Regions from separate parts of the Mus musculus genome. Here region 1 is linked to region 2. The links are chromatin contacts, called in public HiCAR-type maps. All regions are on one chromosome and are shown on one strand. Each heading gives the region's core, a stretch centred on a gene start, on an enhancer-like site or on the middle of the called end of the contact. The rest is flanking DNA. Distances are from core to core; before and after follow the strand shown.

Evidence for each region. HiCAR-type assays count read pairs that join an accessible place to other places.
Region 1: a HiCAR-type map of astrocytes shows a contact between it and region 2, with 3 times the contacts expected there. The contact joins the promoter of Dgkh here to the promoter of Rgcc in region 2. A contact is called at or near these places in 4 of 39 promoter capture datasets (cranial neural crest, embryonic stem cells and hippocampal neurons), 8 of 484 Hi-C or Micro-C datasets (B cells, Th1 cells, cortical neurons and 3 more), 14 of 115 datasets of contacts at active chromatin or transcription factors (astrocytes, bone marrow-derived macrophages, effector CD8 T cells and 9 more) and 2 of 9 other capture datasets (adipose tissue and liver).

The regions. Positions count from the first base shown.
Region 1 is chr14:78,730,063-78,734,039 of GRCm38.p6, forward strand. It overlaps Dgkh (diacylglycerol kinase, eta), which reads right to left and starts at 2,667. Exons shown (of 30, transcript NM_001081336.2): 1 at 2,296-2,667. The coding sequence starts at 2,355.
Region 2 is chr14:79,299,384-79,303,037 of GRCm38.p6, forward strand. Rgcc (regulator of cell cycle) reads right to left here and starts at 2,252. Exons shown (of 5, transcript NM_025427.2): 1 at 2,066-2,252; 2 at 1,332-1,517. The coding sequence starts at 2,114.

The DNA of each region.
Region 1 (3,977 bases), core at 1,417-3,916, 570 kb before region 2:
CTCTCTCTCTCTCTCTCTCTCTCTCTCTCTCTCTCTCTCTCTCTCTCTCTCTGTGTGTGTGTGTGTGTGTGTGTGTGTGTGAGACAGACAGACAGACAGACACTGTGGCTCCTTAAAGTTATATAGACTAGCAATTAATGTTCTAAGTATAGCATGCCGCATGATGGTCATATAGGTTCATTTTGAAGGAAACCAGAACTCACTCCATTCAGATTCTTGAGCTCACTGAATCAAAGTTAAAGACCCTGATTTTTGAGAACTTAATGATGCCTTGTATTCTGCTGAAGCAACAGCAGGGCATGAAGTTTCAGGCCTGCCTGGCCTACCGAGAAAATCCCACAGCAGCCTGTCCTACAGTGTGACGCTCTGTCCCAAACAGAAACAACAGGGATTCGGATGGACCCAGTGTTCCTTCAAAACATATTTAGATTAAAACGTCAACCCCGTTGCTCTCCAAGCCAGAAATATTTAACATTTAAAGCTGTTTCCTCTAATGCATTCTTGCTTTCTCTTGAGTACACTCCTCTTTTAGTCGTTCAGGTAACTCAACTTTCTTAAGTAGTTATATAAAGCGTTTGAAAAATCCTTAAATATTGTAGTCATTACACAAAGTTCTGAATAAAATCACTCATGAGAACTTTTTATGACACACACTTGAATAGATGTCAACCTTCAGCTATAAAGTAAGGTTCTTGGGGACAAAGCTTGTCTGAGAGTTAACAGCTTGCCCAACAATCTCAGAACACGATAGGTGTTGGATAAGAATATCTGCTGAACTAATAAAATGCCTTAGCCACTTACATACGCCAAGTTTTGAAGAGTTCAACATTTAGCCACTGCTCCTGCTCCATCTCGCTTCTCTGTGAAGGTTTTAGCTTTAAACGTTCATGTGGCGAGACTAGCACTGAAGATTTTCTAGGAGAATAAGAAAGCACTCTGTTTCTTAGCACTTTGGAGAAGAAAGCCGGAGGTTCTCTAATTTTCTAACTGCGGTGAAGTCCTAGCATTCAGCACCCAAAAAGCACTACACATGACTTGGAGCTTCCCGCTGTAAGTGGTGGAAGCTGATAGGATTTTATTTAGTAAAGTTCAAAACAGGTCGCTGGATTTCATTCCCAATGATCTTAAATGTCAAGACTGAATGAATTGTATTTTTAACCAAGAATAGCTTACTCCCTAATGATGATCGCAATAGAACACGAACAGATGGGCTACCTAACGTGCAAACTCACAAAAGCAAAAGCAGTTGCAGATGGATCAAAGTCGAAGGACACTCCTGAAAGGTCAGGAAGCAGGAGGCAGCGAATCGTACCCTGGCAAACCGGCTGGAAGTCTATGGGTAAGAAAAGGAGAAGCAAGCCTGGCACCTGACCTACAAGCTCTCAACAGGCAGAGGGCCCGCCTGAGCAGACTCAGGAAGTCCCTGGGAAAACATCATCAGAACAGCACCGCAGCAAGGATGAAGCCAGAAATTTTGGACCAGGCTTTTGAGACGGTTCACAACGTCAATCAAAAAGGACTAAGAAATACGTAGATAGGGTATGCAGAGCCAAAATTCATTGCCCACTCAAGATTACAAGGGTCTACGCAGGACGGGGATTCCTGGGAGGAATCCCTGAAGGGATGGATGGATAACAGACGGCTCAGTTTGAGGTGCAAGAAATAAGTTAAAGGAGTTTAGGGAATAAATCCAAAGACCTCGACTCTTCTCACACGCAACACTCTGAGCCCCTAAAGTGACTCAATCTACGCGTGGCGTGTGCTGTGAGATCCAGGCGAAAGCGAAGTTAGCCGGTGGCTGGATCCCGGTCCAGGTCCCCTGACCCTCGGAACTGTTCAGGGCAGCCGCGGCCACTCGAGTCGGAGGCGTGGCTCTGGGCTTCTGGCAGCCACCAGCCTCCACAGGCGGCGGTCCTTGGGAACCTGCGTGCCCAGGTGACTGCCAGGGCGCGGTCAAGAGGTGAGCCCCGTCTCCTCCCGGCGCCACCCGCTGACCGCGCAACCCCGTCGCCTCCACTCCCCGGGCCGCCGCGCCACACTCGGGAATGAAGTGCAAAGTTGGGAAAAGGATGAAGCGCGGAAACGGTCCTCTAAGGACCGTCGCCAGAGGCCGACCGGACAAAGGCGCTTCGGGCGGCGAGCAAGGAGGAGCCCGGGCGCCGGAGGAAGCGCTGCCCCGGCTGGGAAGCAGCTGGGGACCTCATCCCGGACCGCTTCCTGAACGGAACATGGGCCGGGAGGGGGAGGCAGGGAGCAAGGACAAGCGGGAGGGGTGGGCGCGGGCGCGGTACCCACCGGTTCCTCCCAGGCCGGGCTCTGGGCTCCAAGCACGGGGCGCACGTGCTGAGGCTCCATCGCGCCGGCCCGCGCCCGCTGGCCGCCGGGGCGCACGGACACCGGCCCCCGCTGCCGCTGCCGCTGCCGCCGCCGCTGCCGCCGCCGCTGCCTGCGCCTCCCTCGCTGGGATCGCTGTCGCTGCCGCCGCCGCTGCCTGCGCCTCCCTCGCTGGGATCGCTGTCGCTGCCGCCCTGGCTCCTGCCCGGGGCCAGCCACGGGCCCTCCCGCGTTCTCTGGCTTCCGCCGCGCTCGCCCGCCCCCGCGCCGGTCCCTTCCTCCGCCACCGCCTCCGCAGCCGCCTGAGTCCCGCTCCACGGCGCGGCGGCGAGCGCTCGGCTCCTCAAGCCGCCGCCGCCTCCCACGGCCGCAGAATCCGCCCCTCTCTCTCTCCTGTCTCCGCCTCCGACTCCCTCCCCTTTTCTCCCGCCGTCCGCCCCTCCCCCAGCGGCCCCTCCCGGCGGGCGGCCCGGGACGCACGTGACCCCCCTGCCAGGCCATATAAGGCGCGGAACCGAAAGCAGCCACCGGGTGGTCACGGGCACCGGGCAGTGGTGCGGCTAAAAGAGGCAACCGCGCCGCGGGGCCCGGATCGCCAGAAGAATCGGGGGATGTCGGGGATGAGTAGCTTGCGCCGGACGAGCGGAACCTGGCACCCTTTCCCCTTGGCATCCCTCGCCACGGGTGCCTGTAGCCCCCGACGGCCGCCTCGGGAGCTAAACCTGGAGCCAATTGCCCAGGACAGTACCTGGCTTCAACAGAGCGAGGCTGCGCTTCGCACCCCTGAGCCACTCCCAAGCACCTATTCCGGCAGCTGAGATGTCTGGCTGGGCTGTCTGGGGAGCCCTGCTTTTGTTCATTTTCTATGGCTGAAAGATTTCGTGGAAAGAAAACCAGCTAAGGAGCCGGTCTGTGGTCCGCTGTGAGCGCTCTGCTCAAATTAGGGACAGGGGCAGTTCCGAGAGAGAGCTCAAATGTCAACTGTCTCTCCTGCTGCTCTCCGGGAAAAAGAAAATGAAAATTGCAACAAGCAATTTTTTAAATCATCTTTCCTGAAATCATCTTTACTGGCAGTGAAGATGGTTTCCATCTAGTTGCAAACCGAGCAGTGACTGCATTTGCATGGGTCATTTCCTCTCTCGTGGACTTCAGACTCCTGCCAGCACCATCTTCTGGCCCTTAGTCTGGTAGACAGATGAATTCACACGTTTTGAAACCGAAAAATCAAAACACTACTTGATCCAGCATGCTCCCACGTCATACTAATTTCCGAGGCTAATATTCCGCTGAAGCTACACTCATAAAGGTCACCTAAGGATTGTGGAGAGAGCTAAGCCACTGGATGGTTTCCAGCCCTCACTTTCTATAACTTGACTGACTAAATTTGCATTCCTGAATCTCTCCTTTAAATGGGCCCTTGGACTGTTGGGTCTTCTTTGTTAGTGACTATGCTTTGTTCAGTGGCCTCCAACCTGCTGCCTAAATAGCCTGTCCTTCATTTACTTTGAATGAGGTTTAAGTGGGGTGAGTGAGCAGTCTGACCATGCTGCGTTTACCTCAGCCCTGGGATCACAGCTGAACACTGGGGCTCACTCAAAACCAGCCCTTCATTCCATCTAGGTGAGCATTCTACCTGCCGACTG
Region 2 (3,654 bases), core at 1,002-3,501:
CAGCCCTCTTCCCTCCCCCTTCGCCCCCTAAGTCACGTGGTGATCTGTGTAGGTGGCTAAGGAAAATCAAACCAGAGCTTGGGTTTCAGATTCAAATCCTGACCTGGATGTCAAACATCATCCCTTCTCAGGAGGACAGCTCAGGCTCAGAATCTTCACCTAGTAACAAAGGAAAATGTTTCTAGATTTCAAAACAGCAATGTGACTTTTACTCCCAGAGTTGGGGACAGCACAATTGGTGATGTCTGAGCCTGTATCTAGGGACTAAGGGCACAAGAACAAACAGAATTTAAAGTTCACATTGAAAAACAGTGAATAAGCCAAGATTTGAAAACAATTATATAATAATAAATAAAAGGTCACCAAATTCACTGTTCTTGCAGGTCACTTGAGTTACTGAAAACTAACTCTCTCTCTCCCCCTCCCCCTCCCCCTCCCCCTCCCCTCCCCCTTCCCCTCTCCAGAGGCAATGTGGAAAAGGTTACTAGGATGACCTTCTGTGGGTAACCTGGAGGGTGGGCGTGCCTGAAACCCTGTACTTGAACTCAGCAGCCCAGCGGGAGACTGTTTCAAAAGTGCCTGGAGTGGCGAAAGAGCCTGGGAGCTAGGCAGAAAGTGAACGAAGTTATTTCAAGCATTCCAAAAACAGCAGCTTATGAAACCATTTTGGTTTCACAAATGTTTCATTCTTGTGCTCACTCGTGTCCTCATGTTCCCCAACACCCATTCTGGAAAAGGAAAGGGAGGGTGCTGTTGGTCTAGTGTTTGCCTAGCGTGCAAGAAGCCCTAGGTCTGACCCCCAGCATTGCCTATAAACTGATGTGCCTAAATGTGGTGGCATTGCACTGTCACCCCAGCACCCTGAAGCCCGAGGAAAGAGGATCAGAGAGGTTCGAGGTCACCCGCAGCTACATAGATCACCTTGGGAGAGTCTCAAAATAAAATAAAATAAAAAAAAAAAAATGAAGAGCGAAGAGTGGGTAGAAAGGCGGGAAAAGGTTGGAAGGCCTGGCTGGACTCCCAGGAGTTCTGGCTGACTGCACAAACCCTCAGGCCTCATGGTACACACCTGCCGTGACAGGTAGACCCACAGCTCTTTAAGAGCCACCCACCCACCCTCGTACCTCTCTCCCCAAGAACGCCTTAATGACCCCCGCACATCTGGGCTAACGACTCAGAAAGTCAACTCTTCAGGCATCTCAGAGCCGTGCAGATCCCCGGGTCTGACTTTCCCCAGATGTCGTGCCTCAGTTTAAAGATAACCCAGGTGAATCTAGAGCTTTAGGAAGCCTGAGTCTGAGGATTACTGACTTCAACAGGGCTTCACTTACTCTCCGAGTCGCTGAAGCCGCTGCTGTCGCTGACGCTGGCGCTGCTGCGCCGCTTCATGCGCTCTAGGTGCTCCTCATAGTGGAAGTGGCGCTCGTGGAAGGGCGACGCGAAGTCGGCCAGCACCGCGTCGAACTCGCACAGCACGTCGGTCAGGTCTGCAGCGGCCGCGGAGTCCATGGCCGGGGCTAGGGGAGGGAGGGCACAGAGGGCATCTGGAGGGGCGGCCAGCGTTCCCTAGAACTCCACTCTGCCTTTGCCAGTGACAGCCACGCAGTCAGTTACTCCGTAACCTCCCAACCACCCTCTAAAGCGCCTGTCACCAGACACGGAGGAGAAGAAGCCTCCGTGGGTTGAGCTGAAAGTCTGGAAGTCACCTAGCCCACCCCACGCGCTTTCCTACTGTTGCCCACGCTCGCTCCCTGGAGCGCGTGGCGGCGGGAAGTCTGAGTCAGCAGGCACCCGTTACGTGTCAGACTCCGGTTCCTTGTCCCGCGTGGAAAACCAAACTAAACCTGCATCGGACGAGCGATCCGGAGACGGGATGCCAGGGTGATGGAGGACAGAAGGGTGGGCAGTGGAAGAAGACCTTAGCGACCTCTGTTCTCTCGCCCCTACTTGCAGGCTCCAGCTCTCAGGGGCCCCGGAGCTGAGAGTGTAGCTTAGCGTGGACGCAGTCCCTGGCTTCGATCCCGGGGCGCAGAGGTGGAGAAGACACCTCCAAATAGGCACTCACCTGCGGCCGCGACCGCCGCGGGACTGCTCTGCGCTGAGGGCGGCTTCATGGAGAAGTTGCTCAGTGACACGCGTAGCAGAGATGCTGCGAGGTGTTGGCCCTGGTGGCTGCCGCCTGCACTGCAGTCTGCTCCGGTGCCTCTGCCTTGCTCCTTGCCGAGCCTGAGCGCTAGCTACTCGCCTGAGCCGCGCCACCCGCCGGCTACTCCGTCTTATAGCCACCGGCAGGGGCGGGGCGGGGCGGGGCTGCTGAGTAAGTCCCAGACGACCTAGGGGACGCCCCTGTCCCTCCACCCCCTACTCCCGGCACCGCCCTAGCCACGCGCTGGCCTCTGAAGAACCGCAGTGACGGGTGTCGCCGGAGTCCAGGATACCGCCCCAAATATTTACCCGCCGCTTTCTCTACCACCCTGACAACCCGACCCAAGGAAGTGTCTTTGCGGGCATCAGAGTTCTCCAAGAGTTTACCCTGTTTCCCGCCTTCTGGCTGAGCCTCCTTGAGCCTCATCTATGAAATGGAACTGCACATGCAGAAAGCCTCCTTGTTTGCTGCAAAAATAAAGGAGCCAAGGGCCTCAGTAGCCTCTGCAAAGAACCAGTCCTCCATCTGACTTTTCTCAAGGAATTTATAAGGTTGTGCGTGGACAGAGTGGACAGCTGAGGGCAGTGGGTTGAGGTGAATGCAGTCTTCAATTGAGATGATCTTTGAGCGCAGAGTACCACATGGACAGATGCATTCTGGTATAGGGTCCGTATGATTGAGCGTCCATCCTTAGCACAGCCCAGTAGAATTCCTGCCTCAGGTGACCAACAGCCCTTTGCCCCAGGTAGTTATTAAACGTAAAATAAGAGGCCTGCTGGTGGCCTGCGCCTATAGTCCCAGCCCTAAGGAGGATGGTAGAAGGGGGTCTAGGCAAGAGAGTGGAGATTTGAGGACTACTGCATGAAAAGAAAAGAAAAAAAACCCTACATAGTACAATCCTGTCTGTAAAGAGTTTACTGTGCACGCATGAAGATCCAAGTTCAAGCCCCAAAATCCACATTAAAAAATCCAAACTAGATGGACACCACTTATAATCCCAGCCCTGAGAGGCAAAGGCTGGCAAATCCCTGGGACTCCCCAGCCAATCCCAAAGTGAGAACTCCAAGTCAATGAAAAGCTGTATCTTAAAAATGGAGGTGGGCAGTGCCCAGGGAATCGATCACATTTGCGGTTGACCTCTGATCTTGTCCGGCACAACATACGCCTTGTGTGCATATATGCACATGCTACACACACACATACCACACACACACCACACACACACATACACACACACACACACACACACACACACACACACACACACACCACTAAATTAATGTAAAGTAAGGGGCTAGCTGGGGCCTGGGAATATGATTTAGCAATAAAGTGCTTGCCTAGCATGGGTGAGCCCTGAGTCTGAAGGCTCATCCTCAGACCTGCAAAAGAAAATAAATAAATAAATGTAAAACAATCAAAATTGAATAAAGTGAAAGTTTTCAGTCCAGACACCAGACACTTTCTTAACTACACCAGACACTTCCTTAGCTATACTAGACACTTTCAAG